Linked DNA regions of Mus musculus: region 2 is linked to region 1. The links are chromatin contacts, called in public HiChIP or PLAC-seq maps. All regions are on one chromosome and are shown on one strand. Each heading gives the region's core, a stretch centred on a gene start, on an enhancer-like site or on the middle of the called end of the contact. The rest is flanking DNA. Distances are from core to core; before and after follow the strand shown. Region 1 overlaps Gm20083 (a long non-coding RNA gene). Region 2 has its middle 16 kb from the start of Gm30149.

Region 1 (4,852 bases), core at 1,978-4,477:
AAAATGTAAGCGCCTAAGTGCTCTCTCTCTCTCTCTCTCTCTCTCTCTCTCTCTCTCTCTGTGTGTGTGTGTGTGTGTGTGTGTGTGTGTGTATGCTGAGGGCAAAAGGGAATGCATTCCTTTTGAGAGAGACTCATATATCACAGGCTGGCCTCAACAACTTGCTATGTGTTGAGAGTGACTTTGAACTCCTGATCCTCCTGCCTCTACCTCCTGAGGACTAGGATTACAGGAATGTGCCATCTTTAGTCTTATGTGATGCTAGGGACTGAACACAAGGCCTGTACTCTGCCAACTTTGTCTCATCCTCAGCTCACAAACAGCTGAAGTGAAATTTCTGGTTTCTTTGGAGACTCAGTCGCGTCACGTGATGTCTTCCCGGAGACTGTCTTAGGAGAGGACATTGTGCTGAAGCAGACACGTGGGAGGATGTTTTGTAGGTATACATTTTTCTTGACCTACTTTAATAAGGATTCAACCTCTCCTCCAGCCCCCCACCCACCAGAGCTGGTTGAAAAGAAAAGTCATTAGGACACAGGGGAAGTAGATCTGTTTAGAAATAGACCTTGGGGGGTGAGGTCAAGCATCATTGTCAGGATATCTGCAGTTCAGCCCAGTAGCAAACACCAAATGTGAATCAGTAACTATAGTGCAGTCCTATCAACAGATACCACACATGAACCAGCAAGATCAGTCCAATCCAGAAGAAACCACAAGGCTCGACAACTGGTCCAAGGCTGCAGAAGTGGCAAGAAGCCATAGGAACCTCAGGAGAAGTTCTTAGGCTAGTTTAAGGCATCACCACAGGCAGAGCTCAGCAACACAGTGTAAGGCGCACCAATACATGTGTGTCCTTAGCGAAGAATAGCAAGGCAGAGCAAAGCAAACCAATGCTCAAGCTCCAACTGTCTGTGGGGACATATTTACATTCCGTTGAACATCATGCATCCTTTCATGTGTTTGCCAGAGTAAAACATCCTTTCACCTGTGTCTGCTTCAAGAAAACGTTCTTTGGCGTGTCTGCTTTAGCCAGGCACTCTTTCATCTGTGTGTCCAGCAAAGCATCATTTGATATAACTGACTTTTGAAAGAAACCAGAAGTTTTCACTTCATATTTGTCTGGAAGCTGCCAGGACAAAGGGCATGTGGTGTTTTTCTGGAACAGATGCTTGAGAGGGCACGTGATGTTTGGAAAGAGAATAAGATTAACCCAACAGACAGTGGTCAATGCTGTGTGGCATTGGTTTGCCTTACCTTCTTTGCTCATCATTGTTTGTCATGACTTCATGGAAAGAAATGCACCAAAGAACTTCTTGTGATAATCAGTGGCTTCTTGCAGCTTCGGTGGCCTCAGGCTGATTGGCAGAGCCTTGCAGTTTCTTCTGGCTCGAATTGCTGTTACTGATTGGTGAACGGTGTTTGTGAGTAGATCCAGCTACCACTGCTGATACTGACAGTGAAGATTGGAATCGCCCTACAGAACACATCCCCCTTTGCCCCATTAAGTTTTTCTTTCTACTACCTCTGGTGGGTGGTAGGCTACACGGGAATCTAAAGCTTTCAAGAACTCACAGGGCCCCCAATGGAGGAGCTAGAGAAAGTACCCAAGGAGCTAAAATGGTCTTCAACCCTATGGGTGGAACAACAATATGAACTAACCAGTACCCCCAGAGCTCGTGTCTCTAGCTGCATATGTAGCAGAAGATGGCCTAGTTGGCCATCATTGGAAAGAGAGGGCCCTTGGTCTTGCAAACTTTATATGACTCAGTATAGGGGAATACCAGGGCCAAGAAGTGGGAGTGGGTGGGTAGGGGAGTGGGGGGAGGGTCTGGAGGACTTTTGGGTTAGCATCTGAAATGTAAATGAAGAAATACCTAATTTTAAAAAGTCAAAAAAAAAATAAAGTAGGTTTTGAAAAATATAAGCCTACAAATGTCAAAAAATGTGAACTTTGTGCACCATGAAATATGGTTAAGATATTTTTTTCTGATTCTTATAAAATTTAAAAGCCATTTAATTATACTACAAAAGCATGGAGCAGCAGGCTGGATGTGAGCCTCTGGCTGCAGTGGGCTAGCCCTGCCTACTCTGCACCACATAGTCACTTATCAGACAGACACTTGGGAGTGGAAGAAAGGGTCCAAGAGTGAGTGTCAGTGAAGAGGGGCAAATGGAAAGCTGTTAAGGTAGAGGTCCATGTGCCTCCTTTCCCTGGGAGCATTTGCTGAGATTTACATAAAACCTCTACAGACAAATTAGCATGCACAGCCCTTATTCGGACAGGCCTTAATCAAGTATCCATTTCCTTAGACAAATCACATGCCCCTCTTGGCCTCTCTCGCTGTGTGTTCATGAGTGCGCACGTTCATACATTTGTGTGTCAAAAAAGGTCTAAGTCATCATCAAGGTTTTCTCCGACACTAAAGATAGAAACATGATTTTTCGGGCAACATTTTCCCCGCTCATGCTTTTTCCTTTTTTTCTTGCTCTGTTTCCTTTTCACAGAATCTGTGTGTCATCTTCTCCCTCACACTCTCTAGACAGTTGTCTGTTTGTCTGTCTGCCTGTCTATTTGCAGTGGAGATCTGAGTTTGTAGAATGACTTCTCTAAATCCCAATATCCTGCTTGATGAACTCTCTCCTTTACCTCGTCCTCTAAATTTGACTCGACATCTCTAAAGATGCTCTGCTTCAAAGGTCATAGAGTACTGGTGTTTAAAAACATCCCAGGGGGGTGGGTGGGGGAAAAGAAAACAATCAAAATATCTAGGAGAGGAAAATAAGCTAGCAACATGTGAAGGATATACCATTTCTTTGTGTTGACTTGTAAACCTATGTGCTTCAGCTATCTGGTGAAGAGAGTCTTTTCAAGTTTCTTTTCCTTTTCCTCTCTCTCTCTCTCTCTCTCTCTCTCTCTCTCTCTCTCTCTCTCTCTCCCTCTCTCTAGAGGCAAGTGTAATGTTTTTATGCCCTTCCTTTCTTTCTAGGACAAAAAAATTAAGAGGAACTCATTTTTATTGAGATTAATGCAATCTCTTCTCCTCTTATTGGCAACATGAGGTTTCAGCAGATCTCCGATCTCATGCTGAATGAAAAGTATGGCCCAACAATGGAGGCAGAGGCTGGGGGCTTGAACCCAATTTGGATTAGCATGCACAGCAGCAGGCGTTCTGAAGTGAATGGCAACCAGTGTTTGGAGCTGACCAGTGTTTGGTGCTTAGCGTCAGCCCCTGAGGACTGAGGCTATTGTTCTGCTCTGATCCCAGGAGGCTGAGCCTCACAATCAGATGCTCAAAGGTGACAGGCCTGCATCAAGCTGTCAGCCAGGTGGCAGCGACAAGCTACCAGGCAAAAGTCAGGGCAGACACTGAGCTGGGAATCTTAGGGAGAACTGAATTATTAAGCTCTGTATCCTCCGCAAGTCTCAATTTCTCCTAAAAGCTTGCACAAATCATGTTTGTGTCTCAATGCCTTACCAGCCTAGAGAACAGTGGGACGACACATTTATGCATCTGCTGGCTTCTTTTTGGGTAATCGCTGAACCTTAGCACTTTCTGTTTCCTGTCCCTCCTCATCAGTCTCCCTAACATTTTTTAAGGGTAATTGACACATGTGCTCACACTCATGTTTTCCTACTTCCACCCCAGCATCTTACTTTGCTACTTAGGTGGGCAGTCCTATCGACTCCTAGCGCTCCCTGGAATTTCTATGCAAATAGCTGCATGGTCTCCAATGCTCTATTTCCAGTGGGTTCAACGTGGTGTGGGGCTGTAGGAGACAGTGAGCCATGCTCAGTTTCCCTGGGTTTCCCATCTTTCTCAGAGACACTGTGATCGCCTTACCTCACCTTCAGTTGAACAAAAGTCTGAGTGCATATGTTAACATTCGAAGTTGCTAGGCAAAGGCCAGCATGATGGCCCAGTGGGTAAAGGTGCTTGTTGTACAAGCCTGATGAACTAGACTTTATCCTTGTAAAGGTAGACAGAGAGAATCAACTCGGCAAAGTTGTCCTCTAATCTCCACATGTGTATCACGTGTATCCTGACATGTGTACTCTCAACACACACACACACACACACACACACACACACACACACAAACATATTTTCTAGGTAATTCCTGGACCTAACCTACACCCCCCACTTGCCCAGAGCCCTCATCCATCTCACTCACTGGTCTGTATTTCCAGTGGGTTCAATGTGATATGGGGCTCTAGGAAACAGTGAGCCATGCAGTTGTGAATCACAGGGCTCATGAGAAAGCTTCTGTGAATGACATGAAACATGATTCAATAATGGGAGGAGCCTGTGACTGGTGATTGAGTTGTATGCCTGGCGATTAAGCACTTGCTGTATGACTAGTGATTGAGCTCTTGCTGTATACGAAGCCCTGGACTGTGCTGAGCGTTTTGTGCCTTGTGTTGGGGAATCCAGGAATGAACCTATTTTGAGACAGGAAGCCTTAAAGAAGAGAACAAGCATACGTGTGAAAGTTCCAGAAACAAGAGGCACATCCAGGCAGGACTAGTATCTTAGGTAGCTCTGTGCTTGCCAGGAACTTCACCCAGAGACCAGAATATGACAGCTCTTCAGCATGTCCAATCCTTGCTATAACTTGATGTTACTTTCTCAAGCTGTTGTTCCCAACTGTCACAGAGGTTAACAGGAGCCAGGGCCAAATCCTAAGAGAAGACTGACAAAGCATAGGAGAGAGAGCCCAGGTAGATGTTCCCAACACACTCTCGTGATACTGGACAGTGGCCTCTGCTGCTCCCACATAGCTCATGGCCACAAAGGGAAATTAAAACTGCTCTAAGCAGGGCTGTTCATGAGTTGTGATGCTCAATAGCTTG
Region 2 (4,877 bases), core at 2,270-4,769, 430 kb before region 1:
GTGATCCCCGAAGCCAGCTGAGGGAAAGGCAGATGGCTGGTCAGTCACCCAGTCTCCTGTGGCAAAGTGGGAGCTGAGACAGGAGGATCAGGACACCTAAAAACACCTCTGGGCCACTAGTCTGTTGTACAAGGCTACGCATGTACGTAAGTACGACCAAGAGAGACAGCCGTTTAAGGTAAGGTGGAAGGCAGGAACCGACTCCCAAAACCTGTCCTCTGACTTCCACATGTGTGAGTGTGCACGCATGCTCGGGCACACACACAGTACACATATATATGCAAAAATAAATACATTTTCGTTTGTTTGTTTTTCAAGACAGGGTTTCTCCGTGTAGCTCTGGTTGTCCTGGAACTCACTCTGTAGACCAGGCTGGCCTCGAACTCAGAAATCCACCCACCTCTGCCTCCTGAGTGCTGGGATTAAAGGCGTGTGCCACCACCACCCAGCAAATAAATACATTTTTAAGAGCAAAGCAAGGGACTGCTTGCGGCTCTGGCAGAGAACCCGGATTCAGCTCCCAGCACCCACATGGTGGCTCACCATCTTCTCTAACTCCAGGATCAGGACATCCAACTCTGATTCCTGGCCTCTGTCAACACTCCAACACACATTAGCACCCACAGACACACACAAATTAACCAAAAAAAAAAAAAAGAAAAGAAAAGAAAAAGAAAAAAAAGGTCTTTTAAAAATTAGTTAAAGAGCCGGGCATGGTGGCGCACGCCTTTAATCCCAGCACTCGGGAGGCAGAGGCAGGTGGATTTAAAAACAAACAAAAAATAGTTAAAGGGAAAAAACAAACAAACAGGAGTTACTGGAGACCAGAGAGAAAGGAGGAGTCACAGATCGGGGAAAGGTCAGTAGAGATAAAGGAACGGATAGACCTAAAATAGTAAAGAGAAATACGTTCATAGTATTCATTGTTGGGCTGGCCCAGACATATGACCAGTGTGGGACCCAGCCCTGTTGGGAAATGGAAACTGAACTTTCTACCTATGTCAGGAGTAGGCTGACTCCTTGTCTCAGCAAACAGCTTGACCACAGCCTCTTGCTTTCCCAAAGCCAGAGCCCACCCACCACCTTGTAAAATTTTGCTTACTGCAGTTCCATTGGCCTCCTGATAGTGCCCTTTTCCTTAACACTCTCTGGCAGCACTGGCCAAAAATTTAAACGACCCTATAAAACCCAAACTAGTCTTCTCAGGGCTGCTGCGTTCCCTTCTCCGGGAGGCAGTCCAGCAATTCGTAAGACGTATCATGCCGCATCAGCTCCACTGTCTGATGGCCTGGCTCTCTCACTGAGGCACATTGTGACTAGTATTAAAGGTGGTAGTCATTCACAGCGACACAGCTGTTAATCCCAGAGACGGGAGGAGAAAGACTACAACCCAAATCATCATAGCCAAATTAATTAAAGTAAGCTTTTCTATTCCTGTACATGGGCTGCTTCCCCCTAAGGTAGGATTTGAGAGGTCAGCATTGGAGGTGAGGAAGACAATGGTGTGTGTGTGTGTGTGTGTGTGTGTGTGTGTGTGTGTGTGTGTGTGTGTGCAACACCGTTTCCAGGCTAAGACAAGGCTTTTATAGCTCAAGGGAGGGGAATTTCCAAATTGGGATTTGGAGGGCAGAATGGAGGTTACAGGAGCAGAACATAAGCACAGCAAGTCCTAATGACCTCCTGAGACATGATTGTAAGGTGACCTTAACAACAGGTAGCCATAACAACCCTTTTGAAGCAAAGGTAGGGTTGCAAGACTTGTTATTAACTTTTGAAACAAAGACATGATTGCCATTCCTGGATCAGGCAATACAGAACTATTTGTAGTTAAGGTTACAGGTGGGCCATAGTTCAATCCATGAGAAACTGAGGGTTACTCATAAACAAGAATGAACCTAGTTTGTTTGGCTCTTAAGCCTAAAATGGAGGTAGACTGGTCCTTCAAATCCAACAGTCAGCATGCTAAGGCAGTAAAATGATAATCAGTGGTCAGCCTGGAGACTCTTGTTTGTTTGCTTGCTTGCTTGTTTTTGAGACTGGGTCTCTCTAGTGGCCCTGGCTGTCCTGAAATTCACTGCATCGATCTGGCTGGCCTCTGCCTCCTGAGTACTGGAATTAAAGGCCTGCCCCACCACACCCAGACTTTGCTCTTAAATCTTTTAAATGGTCTTGATATTTTTCTATGTCAACAAACAAACCGAGGTTTGGGGGCTTTTTCCTTCAGCCCACTCCTATTCTAGAGAGTGCTTTCTTGTCCTTAACAGAGTGTCTCTACTTCTATAATTAATCAGGTAAGGGTCTGGGTGTGAGAATACATTAAACAGGATTGGCTATGAGCGGATACTCATTAAAGTTGGATGAGTACACGGAGGAGTTTTGAGAAGTTTGTTATGTTTCTGACCTCTGTAGACAGCTTTTTTTTTTTTCCAAGCTAGATGGCTATCAAGTAACAGAACCCAGTTCCCTTGTTTGTTTAGCAAAGTCTTTTTTTTTTTTTTTTTTTTTTTTTCGAGACAGGGTTTCTCTGTGTAGCCTTGGCTGTCCTGGAACTCACTACAAAGGCGTGTGCCACCACCCCCGGCACGCAAAGTCTTTTTCATAATCTCTTCCCACCTACTTTCTTTAGCTCTTATGTCTTAGAGCAGAAGTTCTTAACTTTCTTAATGTTGGCACCCTTTAATACAGTTCCTCATGTTGAGGTGACCCTCCCAACTATACAATAATTTTCATTGCATATTACAGTTACATTACATAACTAATGTTGCTACTGTTATTAATAGTAATGTAGCCGGGCAGTGGTGGCCCACGCCTTTACTCCCAGCACTCAGGAGGCAGAGGCAGGCAGATTTCTGAGTTCGAAGCCAGCCTGGTCTACAGAGTGAGTGCCAGGACAGCCAGGGCTACACAGAGAAACCCTGTCTGGAAAAAAACAAACAAAAACAAAAAAAAAAAGTAATGTAAATACCTGTGTTTTCCAGTGGTCTTAGGCTACCCCTCTGAAAATGTCATTCTACACACACACACACAAGACCTACAGGTTGAGAGTCTGTTTTAGCAGTTAGAGGTTCCAGTGCAGTTTCTCCCACATACTGACAGGTGTGAGGTGCAAGGTTTTTGGGTTTTTTCCCCCTTTCTCTCTCGTTTAAACTGTCAGAAACTGCTGATGACTAATAAGCGTTTTACAATTCCTTCAAGAGCCTGAGAGCCATGGAGCACCCTTCCAGAAAGCAGACACTTTAATGCTAACACCTAGAAAACCACAGGAATGCTGGGAGCCTAACATAGGAACCTAGACATTACTCTGGCCAAACCAGCAAGCTTTCCTGACTGCTTCCTCCAGGCTGCTGAGTGAGAGCCTGCAGCACCTGGGCTGAGACCCTCCTACCCTGGCTCCCCTACCCTGCTTTTCTTTGCTGTCTTGGCCTATATCCCTCGCCCCCTGGCTCCCATCATCCATCCTCACAGAGCTACAGCCAGCTTCTTCCTGCAGCTGCCCAGCCTAGCAACTCTACCTTCTTTTCTGAGCAAAGAAAAGAGATCTCTTCTGGAATGCTGTCTAACCACGTGGGCTCCTCCCTCCATTTAGTGAGATGCTGATTTGTGTTTGTCAACTTGACACAAACTAATCACCTGGGAAGAGGGAACCTCAGTTGAGGAATTGCGTCCATCTGACTGGTCTGTGGGTACATCTGTGATGTGATTCATGTTTGCTGATTAGTGTGTGCTAGCCTAGCCCCCTATGGGCGGTGCCATCCCTGAGAAAGTAGCAAGCCCCAGGAATTCTTTAACTTCTGTGTCAGTGGTGTCTCATTTTTAAAATAGGCCATTACCTTCCTCTTAAGAGTGTTCTGCTCTTGTTGTTGTTGCTGCAGCTGCTGCTTTTGTTTTTGTTGTGTTGTTTTGAGACAGAGCCTCACAGTGTAGCCTCTGCCCGGAACTTGCTATGTAAACCCGGTAGGCCTCAAACCAACAAGAGATCTGCCTGCCTCTGCCTCAGCCTCTCAAGTGTTAGAATTAGGTGTATGTCTCCATGTCTGTCCCCTTAGAACGGTTTTAAGGGAAATGGTGTCTGTGTCCTACATGAAGAAACCATTCAACAAGTATTTATTAAAAATTAACAAGAAGCCAAGGACAGTGGTGCATGCTGATAATCCCAACACTCATAAAGCTGAGGCAGGAAAAATTTTCAGAAAATTAAAGGTAGCGTGAACAACACAGCATAGTAAAGGGGGGAAAAAAGTTGACACTAGATTGATTCTTCATCTGTAGTCCTGGCTAACCTGAAACTCAGTATGTAACTACTCCAGGCTGGACTTGAACTCACAGGGATCCACCTGCCTCTGCCTCCTGAGTGCTGGGAGGCCAGCCCAGAAACTTTCAGTTTTATTTTTGTTTTTTTCTAGACAGGGTTTCTCAGTGTACAGGGCCTGGCCGTCCTGGAACCACTTGGTAGACTGGCCTTGAATTCACAGAGATCCACCTGCCTCTAAGTCCTGAGTGTTGGAATTAAAGGTGTATATTACCACCACCTAGACAAAATTACATTTTCTTTTACTCTGTGTGTGTGTGTGAGTGTGTGTGTGAGTGTGTGTGTGTGTGAGTGTGTGAGTGTGTGTGTGTGTGTGTGAGTGTGTGTGAGTGTGTGTGTGTGTGTAAAATCATAGAATGTTAGTGCATAGCGCAAGCAGATGAAGAGATTTACAGAGGATGATACACCAGATCACATGAAGATTAGTTGCTGTTTGGGGGTGGGGAGGTCTGTTTTGATTTGTTTTATTCAGAGAAGGGGGTAGGCTGAGGCAGGCTCTCACCCTGTAACCCAGATTGGCCTCAAACTCCTCGCTTCTACCATCTTGCTTCAGCCTCCTTAGTGGTTC

Evidence for each region. HiChIP or PLAC-seq counts read pairs in DNA pulled down with a chosen protein or histone mark.
Region 2: a contact with region 1 is called in an H3K4me3 HiChIP or PLAC-seq map of the SCID.adh cell line, with 6 times the contacts expected there. The contact joins two enhancer-like sites. A contact is called at or near these places in 2 of 115 datasets of contacts at active chromatin or transcription factors (the SCID.adh cell line and astrocytes).

What each region holds. Positions count from the first base shown.
Region 1 is chr7:73,190,471-73,195,322 of GRCm38.p6, reverse strand. Gm20083 (a long non-coding RNA gene) reads right to left here. Exons shown (of 3, transcript XR_882223.2): 3 at 2,891-4,852. Among named protein-coding and RNA genes, the nearest start is that of Gm20083, 9.0 kb to the right of the region's middle. Within about 2 kb of position 3,227, at least 58 of the 459 cell types and tissues checked have an H3K27ac peak or open chromatin away from gene starts, as enhancers often do. A contact at or near this core is called in the SCID.adh cell line, where this site is marked.
Region 2 is chr7:73,622,768-73,627,644 of GRCm38.p6, reverse strand. No RefSeq gene overlaps it. Among named protein-coding and RNA genes, the nearest start is that of Gm30149, 16 kb to the right of the region's middle. Within about 2 kb of position 3,519, at least 32 of the 459 cell types and tissues checked have an H3K27ac peak or open chromatin away from gene starts, as enhancers often do. A contact at or near this core is called in the SCID.adh cell line, where this site is marked.